Linked DNA regions of Mus musculus: region 1 is linked to region 2. A link is a contact called in public HiChIP or PLAC-seq data. All regions are on one chromosome and are shown on one strand. Each heading gives the region's core, a stretch centred on a gene start, on an enhancer-like site or on the middle of the called end of the contact. The rest is flanking DNA. Distances are from core to core; before and after follow the strand shown.

Evidence for each region. HiChIP or PLAC-seq counts read pairs in DNA pulled down with a chosen protein or histone mark.
Region 1: a contact with region 2 is called in an H3K27ac HiChIP or PLAC-seq map of a colorectal cancer cell line, with 5 times the contacts expected there. The contact joins the promoter of Bmp4 here to the enhancer-like site in region 2. A contact is called at or near these places in 10 of 39 promoter capture datasets (the 3T3-L1 cell line, 3T3-L1-derived adipocytes, embryonic stem cells and 4 more), 12 of 484 Hi-C or Micro-C datasets (the C2C12 cell line, the HL-1 cell line, the MC3T3-E1 cell line and 6 more), 7 of 115 datasets of contacts at active chromatin or transcription factors (a colorectal cancer cell line, embryonic stem cells, kidney and 1 more) and 4 of 9 other capture datasets (adipose tissue, embryonic stem cells, liver and 1 more).

What each region holds. Positions count from the first base shown.
Region 1 is chr14:46,389,265-46,394,193 of GRCm38.p6, forward strand. It overlaps Bmp4 (bone morphogenetic protein 4), which reads right to left and starts at 1,405. Exons shown (of 4, transcript NM_007554.3): 1 at 1,040-1,405. Gm15222 (predicted gene 15222) reads left to right here. Exons shown (of 1, transcript NR_166856.1): 1 at 1-18. RefSeq lists promoters at 1-1,037, 1,088-3,719, 1,088-2,494.
Region 2 is chr14:46,514,256-46,518,675 of GRCm38.p6, forward strand. No RefSeq gene overlaps it. Among named protein-coding and RNA genes, the nearest start is that of E130120K24Rik, 30 kb to the right of the region's middle. Within about 2 kb of position 2,221, at least 49 of the 459 cell types and tissues checked have an H3K27ac peak or open chromatin away from gene starts, as enhancers often do. A contact at or near this core is called in the C2C12 cell line, the HL-1 cell line, a colorectal cancer cell line and 3 more, where this site is marked.

The sequences.
Region 1 (4,929 bases), core at 155-2,654, 130 kb before region 2:
AATACAGATCAAAGTAAATTTTCATCTCCTGGTATTTTTTTTTTTCTTAATGGGGTTGATACAGCTCCTGGAGGCAGTTACCCTTCACTTTCTCCCCAGAATCTTCTTCTAAAACCAAAATTTAATAGTAGCCTCGGTTTGCCAAATATGACCCTGCTAGTGATTCAACATCTCACAAAACCTTCAGTTCATAAACCAGGATACTAAAAAAACTATCAACCAAAGCCGTGGCGGGAAACCTTCTGAGTCCCCGGGGCCCAACTCCACTGCGTGTAAGGACCCCGCAATTCCCGAACCCTTTGGAGTATCGCAAGCTCCTCATTAGCCCTGCTGGCATGTCCGCACAGACACAGCATGGCAGAAGACCCGCACAGGTAGCCTTTCGGCATCCTGGCCACGGTCCGTCGAACCTTACACCCCTTCCCAGGGAGGGGAGAGTACCAGAAGGCAGAATGCATGGGTGCCCATGTCTAAGAAAATAGCTCCTGGAGATGGGAGCGAGTTCTGTACCTACAGTTCGCTAGCTCTCAGGGGCTGGGAGGGGGTGCGTTGGGGACAAGATTAGGTGACACCCCGCTCAAGGAAGCCTCTCTATCCCGGGTCGCGCTTTAGAGCAAAGCAGGACTACAGCCTCTTTTGCAAAGCTAGCTCTGGCTAGGTTCTCTCTCCTAATGAAGCAGTCCTCAGTCCCCCACTGGTGTTGAAACTTAGAGTTGACTCCCTCCTCTCCCACTCTTATAGTCTAAGTGGAAGCAAACCCACCAAACCCCACAGTTCTTCCCAATGACCTCTCTTCCAAGGCCTTCTCTCCTTCCCGCCTCTCCTGGCCCGCACCTCCCTAAAGTAGGTTGGATAGACGCAGTAACATATATGGAGGTGCCTTTTAGCCTCCATCATCCCACCTCCAACACTGTTGGAGAAGGAAGGAGGAATAGGCCAACTTTTGCCTCGGTTACAGCCTGAGCCCCATCCCCAGCTTCTACTACGGGTGCACCTCGAATCCTCAGAATAGCGCCCCTCTCCAGGTTGCCCTGCTCACCATTGGTTCCTGCAGAAGCGGGCTCGCCAGCAGCTGCTTCTGGGGACCTCTAGAAAGCTGCAATGAACCTGGTCGAGGGCCAGAGACTGGATCGCTGCAGGCTCCAAGACGGTTTAGACGAGAATCCCATCAGGGACGGAGACCAGATACTCAGGCTGGGTTGCAGCGCAGCGGCGTCTTAGGCTGGGGTCTCTCAGCTCGGATGCCGAACTCACCTAGCTTCCGGGCCAGGCCTCGCGCTCTTGCCTTCCCACCCTCCAGCACCACCCTCTCACATCTACTCCTTCCTTCTCTTTTCCCTCCCTCTCTTTCTTCCCTTCCTCCCCAGTCTTTCCCCCCAGCGGCCCCTCCCTTCTTCCCTCCTCCCTTAATCGCCTCCCCTTCTGGGGATGGGAGCCCCGCCCACATCCTCCCATCCAGCCACGGGGCCTCGCCTCGCCTGGCAAGGCCCGGGTCCGGAAGATTGCACAGCTCCCCAGCCCTCAGTTGCCACCTTGGCTGGGACCGATGCCTCCAGCTCGGGAAGCAGCCGGGGCTCACCTGGGGACCACGTGCAAGAGGTACTAGAAAGCATGCACCAACTAGTCTCTGTACCTTCCAAAAATACCCATGGGAGTCTGGGCTTCCCTGAGTTTAGAATAACTGCTGCCCAAACTGATGATTAAAACACTGAGTAATCACCATTTACCCCGAGTAATTAGAGATAATGAAACACCTCTAAAATCAGGTTATGGAGAAGGGAGCTGTTGGATTGGTTTAAAGGGTGGCCTTCCGTAAACTGTTAAAGGATTCCCAAACGTTGAAACAGGCTGTGAGCAGGGCTGTGTGCCCGAAGGAGATACCTCTTCAACTATTAGGAGGTGACTTTCCCCCCAAAAAAGTTTTTGTGAGATGTTTCTTGTGGACATTTGAGAATTGCACCAACCCCCCTTAAACTGGGTGCCCTCCATCGATCCCCCAGGTCTAACATTTCAAGTGCACAGAGGTAGTTTGCAGGCACTTGGCAGGCAAACAGGCCTAGGCCTTGTAAGACAATTAGAAAATCCTATTTATATCTCTGAAGCCTTCTTAACTGCCAGATGGTTATTTTGTTTGTTTGTTTGTTTGTTTGGGACCTTCCAGGAAGGTAACACAGTGCCTTTTAGGCCATGTAGAGAAAAAAACAAAGTGCCCTTTGGCCCCTTTTTAAAAGAAGGGAGATGAGGAATTGAGTCTTTCATAACAACAGTAAGAACAAGAGTTGGTAATCATGCTAGCTGGGAGGTGGAATGTGGCCGGCTTTTAAACCTTCCCAAACAGGAGCTAATTTCACACCCTGCCTCTGATGGAGCTGGGAAGGAACTATCAGCTTCATCTTTGTTTTTACAAACGAGGATGGGGAAGGTGAGCCAGGCTAAGAGTATTTGCCCAGAGCGCTGAAGGAAATCACAGCCTCTGCTAAAGGGAAAGCTGCAGGGAAGGGGTGAGGCCAGCAGCCCAGAGCTTCAGGTAGCTCTCAAAGGGCTGGAAGATAGCAATTTCCGGTTCTTGGTTTCTGGGGTGGGTGTTATACTCCCTTGTCACCACAAAGCAGTCTTGACCTAGGGCCGCTCATCTGACCTTTGTACTTACACACCTTCAGAATTTAAAAAAAAAAAAACAGGAACGAGTTCCTGTATTCTACTGGCCAGAGACAAAGGGTGAGAAGGAATGTCAGGTTGGAAGGAGTGTTAGAGGCTGAGCACAACATCCTGACCATCCCCAGCCTGGAGCACACTGTATGCCCCTGACTAAGTCCTTTCATTCCAATGGGTACCACCTCTCTCATCCAGAACAGAAAGATCAGCTCAGGTCTCCATGAGCCCTTTCTATTAGAAGACGATTGATTCCCTGCGTCACTGTCACTTTAGTGAAGTCACATTGGAAACATACCTTCTTTCATTTGAAATCGTTTCTAAGTACACCTTCTCTTTTAATCTCCGATTAATCAAGGTATGGCAATAACACCAGACCGAAAAGATGACTGAGAAACGTACCCACAGCTTCTAACACAGCCAAAATTACAATTAATTATTTAAAACAACAACACAAAATTAAAACTCCATTACATTACATTACTCTATTACATTACTCCTGGGGCATCAGGCTCTGTGCTCCCATAGCAGGTTGAAGGACGGATTCAGTGCTCACCAATGCCACTACATCAATCACTGCTGCTCCAATCATTAACACAATGTGTTCCTTAATATTTAAACTCACAAACAGCAGCGATTCGTTGTCCTTAGGGGTGCAGCTTTGCCTTTAATGGATTTGGAGGCACGGAGCGGGGGGAGGGAGAGTGGTGTTTGTTCATTTTTCTTCCTTACCCAAATGTTGTTTGAATAACAGCTATTGTCTCATTTTGCTGAAACCCAGACAATAAAGTGACCTTTGGCCCAACCAGTCTGTGAAACCCAGTCTGAAAGTTTCTAATTAAGCTACCTGACAAACCCTATTTAGAATCTAAAATGGATTTCTAGGTGTTTGATGGGAAAACCCAGCTGTTATCTCTGGGGACAGCTGTACTTCTTTCTTCCCCAATTTAGATGGATACAAACTAGCCAGGTAGAGTGGTGCATGCTTTAGCCCCAGAACTCAAGAGACAGAGGCAGCCAGATGATCTCTAGGTGTTCTGGGCCAGCCTGGTCTACCTAGCGAATTCAGGACAAGCAGGACTATGTAGAGAAAGACCCAACTTTAAAACAAAAAACAAAAAACAAACAAACAAACAAACAAACAAAACCTTACCCATCAGCATCTTTGCTGACCCAAGCAAACCTAGTCTTCCTTGTCTCCCCACCCCACCCCACTCCCCCACCCCCCGCCCCGCAGCCCCCACCTCCCAGTTATGCTAAGTAACAAATTAAGTTTGGTGTGGTTTGGTTTGGTTGGTTTTGAAGCAAAGTCTAACCAGACAGTGATTGCAGGTATATACCACCATGCCTGGCCAATGAATACTCCTGTTTTAAAAGTTATTTTACATATCCTTTCAGAGCTAATAAGTACCATTAAAAAATAGAAACAAAGACATTCTTAAGTAGGTAAGGGATATTTTTGAGTAAAGCTTTATAAACAGTTATCATTACGTCCAGAAATAGGTCTATAGCAGTGAAGAAATTTCTGCTTTGTTTTGTTTTGTTTTGTTTTGTTTTGTTTTGTTTTGTTTGCTTGAGACAGGGTTTCTCTGTGTAGCCCTGGCTGTCCTAGAACTTGATCTGTAGACTAGGCTCGCCTGAAACCCACAGAGATCCACTTGTCTCTGCCTCCTGGGTGCTAGGGTTAAAGATTTATACTCCCTGGCTCAGGAAAAAAAAAAAATTCTGATTCTGCAGGCATAGTACCTTGATTCTAGGTCCCAAATGGCATGGGGTCTTCAAACATCGCCATTTAGATGTCTATCTTAACTATAAGGGAATACTTTGAAGGACACTCCAGCACCATGGCTAACTTTTGCAAGTAATAAAACAGATCAATTTAAAACGAAATTAGAAGCCATCTTTGTAATAACCTAGATCCTTAGTTCTCTCACGTGGATATTACCATAATTTCTCCTTTGTTCTTGAGCCCTTGCAACGACCCACTTCAAACCCTTCTTCTGCAGATGAGATTCTAAACTTAACAAAATCCTCCAAGGTCTCAGAGCTCATAAGTGATGGACCTCGAATTCAGACCATATCATCTGTCTCTTCCTCCACAAGTCTTGAACAGGACCAGCAGGAATGTGGATGCCTGTGGCCACAGCTTCCAGCTAAACAAGACTTGTCCCAGCAGGTGCATCCAACCTGCAGCCCGTGGGCTGCATGCACCCAGGGTAACTATGAGCGTAGCCAAACAAAAACCCATAAACTTGCTTAAAACATGATGGGATTTTT
Region 2 (4,420 bases), core at 971-3,470:
ATTCTGCATGAAGGAGCAGGCCTATGGGAAAGTCAGGGATATCCTCCTCACCTCCGGTGGATGAGGCCAAGAGAAAGAGAACAGGTACCATTCTCAGCATTGGGAAACCTAACCTGTCTACACAAACAATTAACCTAAAAGGCCACTCTGTACTCTCCCAGTGGGCCCAGATGTTGCACTTCACTGTAGGTAAACGTTATTTTTAGAGACATAAGAATCCAGCATCCAAAATTTATCACCCATCTGAGTGGGAGACATAGAGCCCAGAACAGATTTATATGTTTAGGGGGTAGGAGTGGAGTTTAAGCTCAATAAAATCTTAACTATGCTTTACTTTTTAATTTAACTTTCAAACATTGCTTTCCTGTTTTGTGACTGAGACTCTTGCACATGTCACCCTTTTAGTGAAGTATCACAGGAAAGACATTTTTGTGGTGTTTAATGGAAATAATTTTTCTTGCGGTGTTGCTCTGATACCCTGGGAAACTGGCTGTAGGAGCCGTCTTGGGCTAATTTATTAAGCAGTCACTAGTTTAAAACAACTTACCCTGTTTCAGCTCACTGGAGATCTGTTACTGGCTCTTGGGAAGACAAAAAAGAGCTGAAGACTGATAAATTTTGTAGATCATCTTGATACAGACAAAAGGAAGTGCTGGTGTTGTGTATTTCAAGGCCAGGCAGGGGCAGAACACACTGGCATGAGTCTATGGATGAAGGCTTAAATACCAGCGGCAATTCATTCGAATAACAGTGGACTGGGCTGGAGCTCCGACAGTGTGGCTGAACACTCTAAAGAAATGTTCAGACTCTCTCTCTGGAACACATTTTCATAAGAAATGCCTTCTAAACCATGCATATAGCCCTAACCATAGGAAATGAAGAGTTCTGTCTGCAGAGAAAGCCACTGATGATCCCTACAGATGTTAGAATCTGTGCTTTCTCCAGATGCCCTAGGACCGAAGGAAGGCCTTGGCCTTGATGGTACATTGGAATCACCAGGGAGCGTCACAAAGCTCAGAGGCCTGGATCCTGTCTTGTAGGTTTAATGACTTTGGTCTGGAGTTTAGCCTGAGATGGAGGAGTTCTAAATCCACGAGATTCTACCATGCAGTTAAAAGTCCAAGAACCACTGCCCTGGAAAGTAGACATAGATCTGCCTGATATCCCAGAGCTGTCAGGCAACTGTGCTGACCGAATGTAGGAGCTCTTCTTAAAATGTAACTCATGGTCGCCGAGCATCAGCAGAGGATCCACAGTAAACTGCTTCAGGGTGGACCCTCAATTCCAAATGCTGTGCCATGTGAAGGAAGCTTTGGGACAGAGCAAACAAAACGAGAGACATTGAGGAGATGGAAAAATCACTTTCACTGGGTTTTAAACTGGGCTGCCCACCTCCCAAGACAACTTGGCCCTGACCCTTTCATCAGAGTTAGAGGGACTCCTGAGCAAAAGCACTTTTGTTTGTTAATTTGTTCATTTTAAATTTCTTTTATTTATTTTTATGTTATTTATTACTTATCCTTCAAAAATTACATATATATATATATATATAAAATCCCTCTCACATCTTACATCCCTCACACTCCCATAGAACCTCTTTGTCTCCCCAACAAGTTAGCCCTCCTACCCATGTCTCTCTGTGTGCACCCCACTGTATTGAATTAAAATTGCTCCTCTCTGTGTGTACCCCACTGTATTGAATTAAAATCGCTCACATAAGCTTGACTGAGAGGTTATTTTTCACGAGCAAAGGCAACTTACTCTACATCACCGAGGACTCTCTTCCCTCCCAGCATCTATTAACTAACTGCCTGTGGCTCCTTAGGAAGGACTGAGGGCCTCATGAGTCTCCCTCCTCAGGCTCAATGGGAAGTTAGCGGTCCTAGGCTTAAGCAGGTCTTGTGCAGGTAAGCATCCATTCTGTGAGAATCCATGCCCACATGTCCAGAAGGCAGCATCTCACGACATCCCTCTCCATCTTCTGACTTTCATATTCTCCCATCCTTCCTCCCACTGATACTCCTCTCCGAACCTTGGAGGTGGGTGATGTAGCTACCTCACCCAAGATCAAGCACTGATTGCTGATTTGAAGAATCATGCCCCCTTACATATGAAGATACATAGGAACCACCTGCAGGACTCACTAAACACACAGCTTCCTCGTTGTGGTCCTGAGGCTCCTGAGTCACAGGGTTGGAGTAGGGCCCAGGAATCTAAAGTCTTCAGAACTCTCCAGGTGACTGTGACTAAGGTTCTCTGAACCCCGCCTTGGAGAAACTGAATCATCCCATCACCAGGCAACTGAATTGTTCTTCTTTGGTTAAATATATTATCAGTCAAAGAAAACAAAACAATAGCTCTTAGTGAAGTGGGTTGTGGTAATTTTCCCCCAAAGCACTTAACTAAAATTCTTATCGAAAAAACCTCCAAAAATATCCTTTTTGGGGAGGGCCATGTTTACTCCTATTTTCAGTTTATCTACCAAAAAGAATGAAGATGGATGGCTATAAACACGAAGCAGATGCAGCCATTCCCACAGCTGTGAGCCAATAGAGTTCTTGGGAATCGTGGGGCACCTTTCAAAATCAAAACTCCTCTCATGTTTCAAAGGATCACAAATGTGGATGGAGCCCAAACAACCACCATGACAATACTCGTTCCCAGGATAAGGAAATGTGTGGACGGGAATGGCTATGTTTCTCTAGGTTCAGAATTTCCGAGAGTGATTGGAAAGGCTGTTTGCATTTATTTTTTAAATATAACAAACTTTCATTATGGAGGTTTATCCCACCTGGAATCCAGGAAAATGGAAAGAGATGATAGTGTCATTTTGAGTTTGGAGTTGAAATATCAACAAACTATTTATCCAGTATCTTTTTCTGGTTCTCTCTCTGTGTGTGTGTGTGTGTGTGTGTGTGTGTGTGTGTGTGTGTGTGTGTGTATACTTTTTGCAAGATGCAGCTCTAATCATTTAGCACCAAATTTTGGGGATTTATAGCTGATGAATCTAAAAACTAATTCAACCCACACTTAAACCCCCAAAGAGGGAAGCTTTCGTGTGTGGGAGGTAGGGTACACTCTTCACTACTTGTTTTTTTTTTTTATTCAAAATTTCCCTGGTCCTCTTAATCTCTCCAGCCTTGGCCATTGTTTCTATGCTGTGCCCACATTCCCCTGGCACAGGCATGGAATGGCATGCTTGGAATGTCTCCGCCCTGCATAATAGTTTTGGACCGAGCTTATCCCTTTTTCCTTGAAAAACCTCTGTGGTACAAGCTTTTGCTATGCTTTTATGATTCTGTGTATTGTTGAACGTGGACCAAATAGTGAGAACTTCTGTTCCATCAAGCCACTGACACCCAGAGACTTCCCACAGAAAGGAAACCTAGGCTCTTCTGCCTAGGCTCCAGGTCTCTATTATTTTTGTCTTTACTTCCGGCTCCTTTCTAGTTCCTCTTCAGAATGTACAGGTTATCTCCAAGACTTCTATCCTCACTACCATTCAACTTACCTGAAGATAATAATGACTTCATCTCCTGCTTGTCTTCAGACACTCGAGTTTTTCCCCAGTGTTAACTGACAATCCCAACCAGACACCAACACCTCATCAAAACTTCAAACAGGATTGCTTTTCTTCTGAGTCAAGAAGCACCAGAACATTTAATGATTTTGTTTGTTTGTTTGTTTGTTTGTTTGTTTGTTTGTTTGGGGGAGGTTGAATCCCAATCAACAAATAGTACTGTCTGCAATAATAATGACACAATCTGACATGTCATCATCAGGGAAGACTGTCACATACATTGTTTTACTTAGTTGTCTTGGCAGTCGTAGATGACAGGTATCAGAACCTCATTTCAGTCAAAACTAGGGTCACAAAGGCAGTGACTTTGTCACAATTTTGTCAGTTGCCATAGTACATTTATAAGAGAAAATTGATACTGAAAAGATTTCACAGACCCTCAAGAAAACCATGATTAAAAATGAAAATCAAACAGGTTTCCCAATGAGACTCTGACAGCAAAGTATTCTGGGGTCAGTTAAATGGCCAGAGAAACTTTCGGGGGGGGGGATTTCCTTTTCAAATCTTACTGGCATTTAAGTGACATTTTGGTGAAACTCCATGGAAACATCTGGCCACATCCTCTCAAACCTAATTTCTTCCCTAAATGTTGTTTTTAATATGTCACAGTTGTTAAATTTGTAACGAGCAATGCCTCTGAGACTAAACAACAGCACTTTCGGTATTCGAAAAATGAACAATACAGTTACAGCAGTAGAAACCAAAAGAAAATTTTAAATAAACATTTAATTGAGTACAAATAGTTTGAAAGTTATTTTGGTGGAACTTGCCCAATCTGTGAGCTCACATTAGCATCGGAGGCTTCAAATAAACTCCATTAAAGAAAATGCACTTCTCTTC